Linked DNA regions of Mus musculus: all the other regions are linked to region 2. A link is a contact called in public HiChIP or PLAC-seq and promoter capture Hi-C data. All regions are on one chromosome and are shown on one strand. Each heading gives the region's core, a stretch centred on a gene start, on an enhancer-like site or on the middle of the called end of the contact. The rest is flanking DNA. Distances are from core to core; before and after follow the strand shown.

Region 1 (3,238 bases), core at 316-2,815, 820 kb after region 2:
CTCAGTTACGTTCTTCTAGCTGGGTTGTCTTGTCTGGTCCCAGTGGGAGAGGATGCGCCTAGCCTCACAAACTTGATATGTGTGTGTGTGTGTGTGTGTGTGTGTGTGTGTGTGTGTGTGTGATACCCAGGAGGGCCCCCACCTGCTCAGTGGATAAAAGGAGGAGGGAGGGGGGAAATATTGTGGGAGGGGTGACAGGGAGGGGAATGTAAAGTGAGTAAATTAAAAAAAAAAGAGTTTCTTGGTATGGTTGTTTGATCAAACTAATGCTTTGTTTAGTTCTACATCATTCCTAATAACCTTACCCTCCTATATCTGAATAAATATTTCTGAGGCAGGGTCTTTCTAGGTAGCCTTAGCTGGCCTCTGATTCACAGCAATCTTGCCTGCCTCTGTCTCCTGTGTGCTAGGATTAAAGGCATGTGTCACTATATCTGCCCTTCTCTCTTTGTGTTTTTACATGTATATGTTAGCTTTGGAGATTCTGATTTTGCTTAAACCATGCTTTAAGTTATTATCCTCTTGTCCAACTATAAATCCTTCCAGGAGACTTTCTTCCCTTTATTTGTGGCATTATGACATCTACTTTTGACCTCCACCCTCAAAGTTAATTCACAGTCATTATTTGCTCTCTGAGATAGAGGCCTCATTCCTGGGGAAGGGCCAGCTGAAGCAAACTTGAAACATTCCCGCATTTATAGAAAAAAAAAATGGCAACAATGGCTTATTTCCAAGTGACCTAAAAGCCAGCTGCAGCTTCTCAGTTGGCACATCTGCCCACCCGTGCTAAGCCCTAAGTGTCAGCCATTATTTATGGTGCCTTCCCTATTTCTCTTCTTGAGGGTGATTTTACAGCCATTTAAGTTTGTGACCCCTGGTTTATAACCTAACACTCTTACTGTATGTTGTTTCTGCCATCACCAGATTTCCCCAGTCCTACTTTTGCCAGCGCGGTAGGAAATGGCTGAACATGCATACCACCCTAATTACACTCAACTTTCCCCGCTGATGTCGTTTCCCTGATTTGTTTAATACGAACAAGTCACCCTCAGATGTACATAAGGCTTGCAATAATGAGTCACAGAGATGATAAAGACAAATAAGCTTTCTCTTCTTTTTCCTTTGGTGTGCTCGCAATGTTTTGCATTCACCCAGTTCCTTATACTTTTTCCGAGTGCTTTAATATGCATTATAGCTCATTAGTTCCTCTTAAGAATCATGTGGGGAAAATGCAAGGCAATTATATTCCTGGCTTTAAAGTTAAGAGAGTCGCCCAGGGATACATTCAGCGCTGATTGAATTTAAACGAACCGAACCCTGCTTTATTATGGGCTCCGGGAAGGCAGGAGAGCCCTTACCTCGATGGCATTTATAGTCTAGCGGGGTCGCAAAATAATCAGCCGGGTCATTTAGGGAAGGGAATTATCCTGGAGGTCTAGCAAATGGATTATGCCGCAGGGAGACCGGAGCGGCCGCTGACCCCACACCGGCCGGCCGACCGAGGGGGCGTCCCCTCTCTAGGCCCCTACTTACTCGCTGCTGCTCCGCCGCCATGGCGCCGTGACTAGGCACACGCGGGGTCGGGAGGGCGCGGCGGGGCAGGCCTGACTGACTACACTACCCGAAATGGGCCTGGGCTGACAAGCACTATAAATAGACCAAGCGAGGGGGGTGCAAGGGACAGGCGGCGTCCCAGCGAGGACGAGGAGGGCGCTGGCGGCCACCCAGAGGTAACAGGTGCTCGGCCTCCGCGCGGGAAGCGGCCGGGACACGCGCTGCAGTGTGCGCCTGCGCGGGGTCTTCCCGCGCCTGTTCCACACAGACCCCAGAGGTCCCTCACCGGCAAGTGCGCCTGCGCGGGGTCTTCCCGCGCCACACCGCGCGCTAGGGACAACGGTGTTCTGTCAGTCAAGAGCCCAAAAAGACACCTTTGAAAAGAGAATTTGGAAATCGGATCTTTTAAGGGGACACGTCTTTCATTTAATCTTTAAACGTTGCAAAGCTCACCCGAGGCTTCTGTGTGATCTTATTGAGTACGGCCTATGGTAGGGTTGCTGAAGAAAACACAGGAATCCAGTTAAATATACAATTCAGACATACAAGTGGTATTTCTTTTCTTTTTTTCGTATAATATGTTTCAGAGATCGCATGGCCAGTCCACATTTAGAAGCAACTCATTGTTTTGAAACCAAAAACAGGTTTTGGTTTCAATACAGAACATAGAATTCTGTATTTTTATTTATTACAGCTGGCAACTGAATTTCAGCACTCAGCTTCTGATGTGGGAGGGGGGATTTCCTGTAAGTGGAAAGTGTCCCCGAATCCTGAGAAAAGATTAATTCTGTTCTCAGGGTGCTCTCAGTGATGGGGAGCTAGTACCCCTCAGAATGTCATAGAGCATCATCTATTTTGTGATTAAAGACTCAGTATTAAGTCAGCTAGCTTAAAACGAGCCAGAATGGCTTTAGTGTAGTAATACACATTTGTGTGAGGGTTACAAGCTCTTGGGAGGAGGGGTCAAATGACCCTTTCACAGGGGTCACCTAAGACCCTTGGAAATATCACCACAACATGAGAGTCTGTATTAAAGGGTCACAGCATTAGGAAGGGTGAGGATCTCGATAGGTTAAAGTGAAGCTGTCAGTGGATGTGTATTTCTAGGAGAGAATCTGTCACCTGGTTGTTTCAGTTTCTAGAAACCGTTCTGATTCTTTTGTGTGTGATTCCTTTCTCTTAAAGTCAAGATCAAGCTAGAAGTGGTTGGACATACTTGTAATTCCAGCACCCAAGAAGTAAAGGCAGGGGAATCAGGAATTTAAGGGGCTGTCGGCTTCACTGGGAGTTCAAGGCTAGCTTGGGGCACATGAGACACTGTACAATAATACTCCGTTACTCCCTCCCCCAAAGCTTTGGGGGTCATAGAAATAAGTCTTTCTCAGGTTGGATCATTCTGGTGCACACTCATATTTTTCCTTTTAAAAAAATCTTTGTGGTAAAATATGTTTAACATAGATTTTACCACCTAGTCATTTTAAGTGTTCAATCTAGCATCACTAAATATATTTATATATCAATATATAAACTATAACTTACTATAGTTTGGATGTTGATTTTCCCCCAGAAGTTTGCATGTTGAACCGGTGAGTTCCAGAATGATGCTATTTGGAGGTGTTTGACCCTTAGGGCGGGAGACCTGATAAGTCCTTAGATTACTGGAGGGCATGCCTCTGATAGAGTC
Region 2 (3,094 bases), core at 573-3,072:
CCAACAGCTTTTCAAAGGGGACTCATCGTCTTTATGTTTCTGTTTTCATACTGCGCTTTGAATGCTGACTACTGGCATTATCGGAAGGCACCAACTTGACCACAGACATACTCCACCCATGGCAGCCCTTCCCTGGCCACCTGCTCCAAAGGAATGGTCCAGAACAGCTAAACCTGCCTGCCTGCTCTTGGCCCTTTTCCACCTCAAGGAAACCAAAATACACTGAAACCCAAAAGACACCCAAAAGACCGTTTAAAACGTTGCAAGCAAATCTCTAGAGGCACAGTGGTCATAAAAACAATGATTGTTGACTTGCTTTTTTTTTTTTTTTCTACACTATGGGACAGGAGAGAGGCAACACCCAGAAATTATCCCAACTTTATAGAAACAAAGAACAAAGTATTCCAGCCAAGGGCAACAGAGAACAGGCCTACAGCCACCCAAATGAGCAGCGAGCCACACCAGCAACAGGGTCAAAAGACTCCCATCCTCGGGCTTCACGTCTGAAAACACAAGACTGCCCCCACCCAGTTCTCTTTAAAGCTGTCTTGAAGATCCTTGTGAACCAGAAACCGTGAAAAACGGCAAAGGATTTCTGCAGGGTGGAAATCAGGAAAGTTACTAAGAGCCTCTGTGCACAAGAACAGCGCTGTGTCCTGTCCAGGATGCTACCTTTTTTTTTTTTTTAGGGAGGACAGACACCTAGGTTAAGAAACTTGATTTCATTCATCACAAATATTATTTATCAAATCATTGCCAGGACATTGTGACAACCACATCCTGCTGTTTCTGCTGGGGTCATTGCCAAAGTTTGCTTCTCTCCCCCACCTTCCGGTATCTGTGATGAAGTTTTCGGTTTCTATCAACCCTTAGTCGGGGAGGCCCCCCACCCCCACCCCAACTCCGCGCTGGCCCTGGTGGAGTGGAGTTCCACCACCGGGTCCATAAAAGAGACCGCGGGGAGGCGTGGCCAGGGAGGAAATTCTGACAAAAACTTTTGGACCTCCGGTCCTAGCAGCCACTACTTCCTGGTCCCTCCCGGTCACGGGGATGTCGTTATTTGGCTGAGTGCTCCCCAGAGGGCCGCGCAGGGAAGGGTCTGTCCCGGCATGCGTGGCGCTCACGGAACGGCCCGCAGGTTGCCTTCCACCGCAAGTTGTTTCGAAGGAGTCCCCAGGCTGAGAGACGGGGGGGCGGGAGTGGGGTGCAGGCTTCCTCCTCCACGCTCTGGCCGCCCACTGTCACCACTCCCAGAGCCCAAGGTGGTGCTTTCGGACCTGAACCCAGCACGGACATCAAGGCCCAAGCCCGTTCTGAAAGAAGGGGAAGCCGAAGGACTGGCCGCGAACCGCCCGCCGGGAGCAAAGCAGCGGGCCGCGCCGCCTCCCACCTTGACCCGCTTGCCCTGGATCTCCAGCGTCTTCATGGTGAAGTCGACACCGATGGTGCTGCCCTGACGCGCCGAGAAGGCGCCGGTCTTGAAGCGCTGCACCACGCACGTCTTGCCCACGCTCGCGTCGCCCACTAACACCAGCTTGAACAGGAAATCGTAGTGTTCGTCCTGATCTCCCGGGCCAGGGCCCGCCATGGCTCCGCGGGAGTCCTGGGACGCAAGGGCCCGGCTTGGGCTAAGGACAGCCGCGGGCCGAGGTCCGTGTGCCCTAGCCGGCCCGCCGCCGGGCTACGTGGAGCGGCGGCGGCACCTGAACGAGCTGCACGGCGGACCGATCGACCGTCCCGCTCCGCCCCGCCCCGCTCCGCTCCGGAGCCCCGAGGACTCGGCTCCGCCCGGGAGCGCACCGCCCGGCCCTCCGCAGCTCTCTGCCAGCCGTCGGTGCCGTGCCGGCCCACGGCTACCTCAGGCCCGCTCGTGCGCCGCCTTCAGGGCGGGGCGAGCCTCCCTGATCCCCAGCACCGCCCATCTCCCGCCACTCCGCCTCTGGGTCCCGCCCCCAGGACCGCCCAGTCTCCCCCTCCCATAACCAACACCTCCTAGCCTGTCAGTACAGTCCCGACCCCCCAGCACTCCCTCTAAGCTTCTCACCTCCCCGATCCTTCTCCGAGCACCGCCCGCACCCCACCACGGCCAAAGCCTCCGACCCTTCTCTCAACACCACCCCAATCCCGCCCTCAGCACCGTTCTTTCTCACTTCTCAGCACTTCACTAACCCGGACTTAAGCCCGGTGCGGATTCGCTGTCAACAACGCCTTGATCCTCTATTTGGTCCTGACCCCGCCCTTAACATCTCTTACCCCGCCCTAATCCTCCGGAGCCTCTTGGCTTGGACCTCGCCTTAGGCACTGCATCCAAGACGGAAATCCACCCGCACCTTTTCGTAGCCCTGGAGCTAACTCCTCCCTAACGCCTCTCAACTCAGCTCTCCGCGCCTCTTCAACTCCGCTTCGGTCCGCTGCGCCCCCATAGCAGGCTTTGGCCCCTATTAGGTCAACAACTCGTTATAATCGCCAGTTCATCATTCCCTAACCTCATGCCCTTCTCAGCCGGGCCCCACGTCCACCCCTCACTGACATGCCTCCGTCCCTCGCCTGGCCTGCACCCAGTGGGGAACAGGCAAGAGTCGTTTCGGGGCAGGGGACAGCTATGGCTGACAATGAAGGGCTGATGAGGCAGAACACAACTCAATGTTCCCTCTTCGGAGAATGGAAAGTTCTGGTGACACACAGTAAAGGCAGCTTCCCTTAGGTGAAAAAGGAAGACAGAGGAAATGAAAATCCTTGAGGGCAGAATGGCCTAGAGTTCCATTTGGAAGAATTGATAGAGCAGACAGGAGTCCAGTCAAACCTGGGGTGGCTGGGAACAGGAGTCCTGGTCCCAGCCAAACACCTCCTGCACAAGGGAAACCTGTGAGTCAGCCAGCTCAGAAGTTTGGCCTGAGAAACCTGAAGTCACAGAAATGGGACCCAGATGTCTGTAAACAGTTTGAACTAGATCAAATAGGCCCCATCCCTAAAAATGAGAGAAAGCTGAGAATACTCTAGCTTCTTTGGACAGCCCCCTTAGGCCCTGCATGGCTATTTGATTCGATAGTTTTTTAATAATGGCTGTTGCAAGCCAAACATTGTTCTAGGGCCT
Region 3 (3,095 bases), core at 273-2,772, 740 kb before region 2:
CTGGGGGAGTGCCATTAGCAACCTGACAAATTATTGTCCTTCTTATAGATTTGTGGAACAGCTAAGATTGCCAGGTATCAAAGTGCGATTGCACTGTGTATTGGTTGAGTCAGCTCAGATTTGGGGACAGAAAGTGGGCTGGTGGGGACAGGTGCTGGGGAATGGTGGAGAGTCATGGTCTCCTAGGTAGTTTTCACTGGGTATGTGGGAGAGTTCTAGAGTTGGATAGCAGGGCTGGGGCTCACAGTGTGAATGTGCATAATCCCACTACGAGGTGACAGTCACACACTAGGTTCTTGCTGTGGTTATCAGACCTTGGGCACTTTGCCTGCCTGTCTGTATAATATGTGTACCACATTTGTGCTTGATTCTCTTGGAGATTAGAAGAGGAACTGGAACAGGAGTTTGATATAGTTGGGAGCCATCATGTGTGCTCTGGAAACAGAACCCAAATTCTCTGCAAGAACAGCAAGTGCTCTTAACCATTGAGCCATCTTTCCAGCCCCTAGGTTTCTGTCATAAGTAGCAAAACACGAACTTCTGCAGAGGTCTTTCATGTTTGCACTTTGCTCCATGTTGAAAGCAGAAGTCAGAGAGCAGCTCTGGTCTCTAGAGCACACACCACAGCAGCTTACAGATACCGCATGACTAGACTCTAGTCTCCAACTCATGTCACAGGAGTAGACCATAGCAGAGTTTCTGATGTAGTCTTGCCCTTAATAATTTAATCATATGAATATATAATTAACAATTTAAATAAATGTAAAATATGATCCAAGCACTAGAAAGTGTTTAAAGTTTAGTATTGAATTTAGGAAAGGGATGTTGGGATGAGGGGAAGCCTCGCGATGTAAGAAGGTGTAGGCTTGGAAGATGTAAGTAAGTGGAGGTCAGATGGGAACACTGGGCTGCCTGGAAGAGCATTAGCTGAGGGCATTGGTGTGAAAGCCATGAGGAGGCTTATGCTCTGTTATGCTTATGCTCAGTAGTTTAGGGTATGTCTCAGGTCTAGGATTTGAAGAATTATAAAAGTCAGTTTAGGAAAGTTGGGGAGAGGAACTGTCCTGAGGAGGTGGATGGTGGGCTCAGGGGGCACCTCTGTTATGGAAGCTGATTAGCTTTTAAAGTCTGGGTGCTATCTGGTCTGTAGGTGCCAGGGAAGGGAAAGCCTGGGTTATATATAGCAGTACGATGTCGATCTGTCTGAGCACAGTGAAAAGAGGAAGAATGGGGAGACAGGAGCAATAGGAGTGGGACCGTGAGGACCACATAGATCTGTGAGGGAGGAGACCCAGGGCCAGAGCACAGTGCTCAAAGGATTCGTGGAACTTAAGTCAGGAAAAAGACCTGTTTGCTAAGCGAAGAGAATGAGGCCGACTTTGAGAACTTCATGGTATGCCTTTATTCCTGTGGTTACTGTGTTGTCTTAATCCCTCTGTGCCACATCCTGGGGAACAAAACTAGGACCCTGCATGTGCTATGTGTGTCGTCTCCTTCTGAGTCATACACCAGCGCTGAGACAGCTACTGTGTTTAAAACTCTTACGTGTATTACGTGCATATGAGTTGTCTAATGTAAACAGGATAGGAGTTCTCGGGGACGTCAGAACTGTCAGCTGAATGTTTGCCAAAGGTCACATTGCCAGTCACTCATGGGTGTGTTCCTTCAGTGACGCTCCTGAGGAACCCCACCTCCTAAGCAGTCTTTCTATTTATTTCTTAGTTATGGCTGTGTTGTCAGAGTTAGACTAAAGCATTATCCAGATTATGACATGCTTGGCAGGCTGAGGCAGGAGCAGCAAGAGGCCTGCCTGGGTCTCACACATTGTACATAAGTCATTTCAGACCTTGGGGGACTCCTAGAATTAGCCTAAAAGCCATCAGGGAATTTGCTTGACTAAGTTTAGGAAACATGTCTTAACATGCCTGTTCTTGATCTCCATCTGCAATACTACCTTCTCTGGTAGACTGTCTGCTCTTTTGGGAGGAGGGGTAGGGTGTTATATAGTCCCAAATGGCCTGGAACTCACTTTTGAAGACCAGGCCAGCCTTAGACTCACATATCTCCAGCTGCCTCTTGATTTAAAGGTGCGCCCTCCTCATGTAATTTGTCTGTTTTATATGGAGTATGACTCACCCCAGCCTCCAGGCGTTGTTTTTTTGTTTTTTGTTTTTTTTTCTGTCTTATAGCCATCCATTTGGTTTTGTATGGCTGAGTTTCTGAAGTATATGGCAAGCCAAAGGAAAAGAATCAGTAGAAAATGATGGATAGACAGACAGAACAAAATATCAAAATGTCTAGCAGAAATTGACTGGGAAGGCTTCTGTAACCCAGTCAGTTGGAGTTTAGTCAGGGTAAAATGGTCCCTCAAGTAAGGGGAGGCTTCGGAGTATCAAGAGTGGGCATTGTCAAATTGGGTAGAGCAGAAACAGACCTGGGATGGTGAGGTGGTTCTAACTTTTCAGCTTTTCCTTCCCTCTGCACACACTTGTTTGTTATGGGGAAACAGTAGTAACATCTGTTAGAAATAGTTTTTCCTTGGAGCTGTTCCCATGGCTTTCCTTAGGCTGTTTTTTTCTCGTGCCTATCACAGTGTTTAGAAGGCTATTCTGTCTTCAGATTGGAGAGAACAAACATTCTTGGGCCTGAAATGGTGGGGGGTGGGGGGGTGGGAAAAACCCCATTTCCAGAGGCAGTTTCTCAGTGGATTCAAACAGCACACAGTATTTTACCAATAGAACACACATCATACTTCCTAAAGTGTAGCGCACACCAAGACCTGTGCAAACACTGTACTCTTACACTGTGTTTTGATTAAGAGCAGGCACAGAAGTTAACCTGGAAATGCTCACAGGGGACCTGGAAAACATGAATAGTGTGGTTTATAGTCCAAGTCATTTGGGAAACCAGCAGCAAGTTTTGTTGTTGCTTTGTTTGGTTTCTACTTTGGTGGTGTCTGGGGACTGGGAGGCTAATACATGTGAGCAAGTGTGTCTGTGTGAATGTGGAGGTCAGAGGTCACTGTCGCATGCCTTTCTCAGTACCTTTCACCTTATCTCCTGAACCTGGGGCTTACTGACTGGCTGCACTGGCTG

Evidence for each region. HiChIP or PLAC-seq counts read pairs in DNA pulled down with a chosen protein or histone mark. Capture Hi-C pulls out chosen DNA fragments and counts their contacts.
Region 1: a contact with region 2 is called in a promoter capture Hi-C map of pancreatic islet. The contact joins the promoter of Kbtbd12 here to the promoter of Rab43 in region 2. A contact is called at or near these places in 2 of 39 promoter capture datasets (both in liver) and 1 of 9 other capture datasets (pancreatic islet).
Region 3: a FOXA1 HiChIP or PLAC-seq map of pancreatic cancer cells shows a contact between it and region 2. The contact joins the enhancer-like site here to the promoter of Rab43 in region 2. A contact is called at or near these places in 3 of 39 promoter capture datasets (the 3T3-L1 cell line and hippocampal neurons) and 2 of 115 datasets of contacts at active chromatin or transcription factors (large pre-B cells and pancreatic cancer cells).

What each region holds. Positions count from the first base shown.
Region 1 is chr6:88,625,864-88,629,101 of GRCm38.p6, forward strand. Kbtbd12 (kelch repeat and BTB (POZ) domain containing 12) reads right to left here and starts at 1,566. Exons shown (of 6, transcript NM_001278671.2): 1 at 1,534-1,566.
Region 2 is chr6:87,809,957-87,813,050 of GRCm38.p6, forward strand. It overlaps Rab43 (RAB43, member RAS oncogene family), which reads right to left and starts at 1,823. Exons shown (of 3, transcript NM_001039394.1): 1 at 1,391-1,823. The coding sequence starts at 1,588.
Region 3 is chr6:87,067,814-87,070,908 of GRCm38.p6, forward strand. All of the region lies in intron 11 of Gfpt1 (glutamine fructose-6-phosphate transaminase 1), which reads left to right. Among named protein-coding and RNA genes, the nearest start is that of Gfpt1, 27 kb to the left of the region's middle. Within about 2 kb of position 1,523, at least 93 of the 459 cell types and tissues checked have an H3K27ac peak or open chromatin away from gene starts, as enhancers often do. A contact at or near this core is called in pancreatic cancer cells, where this site is marked.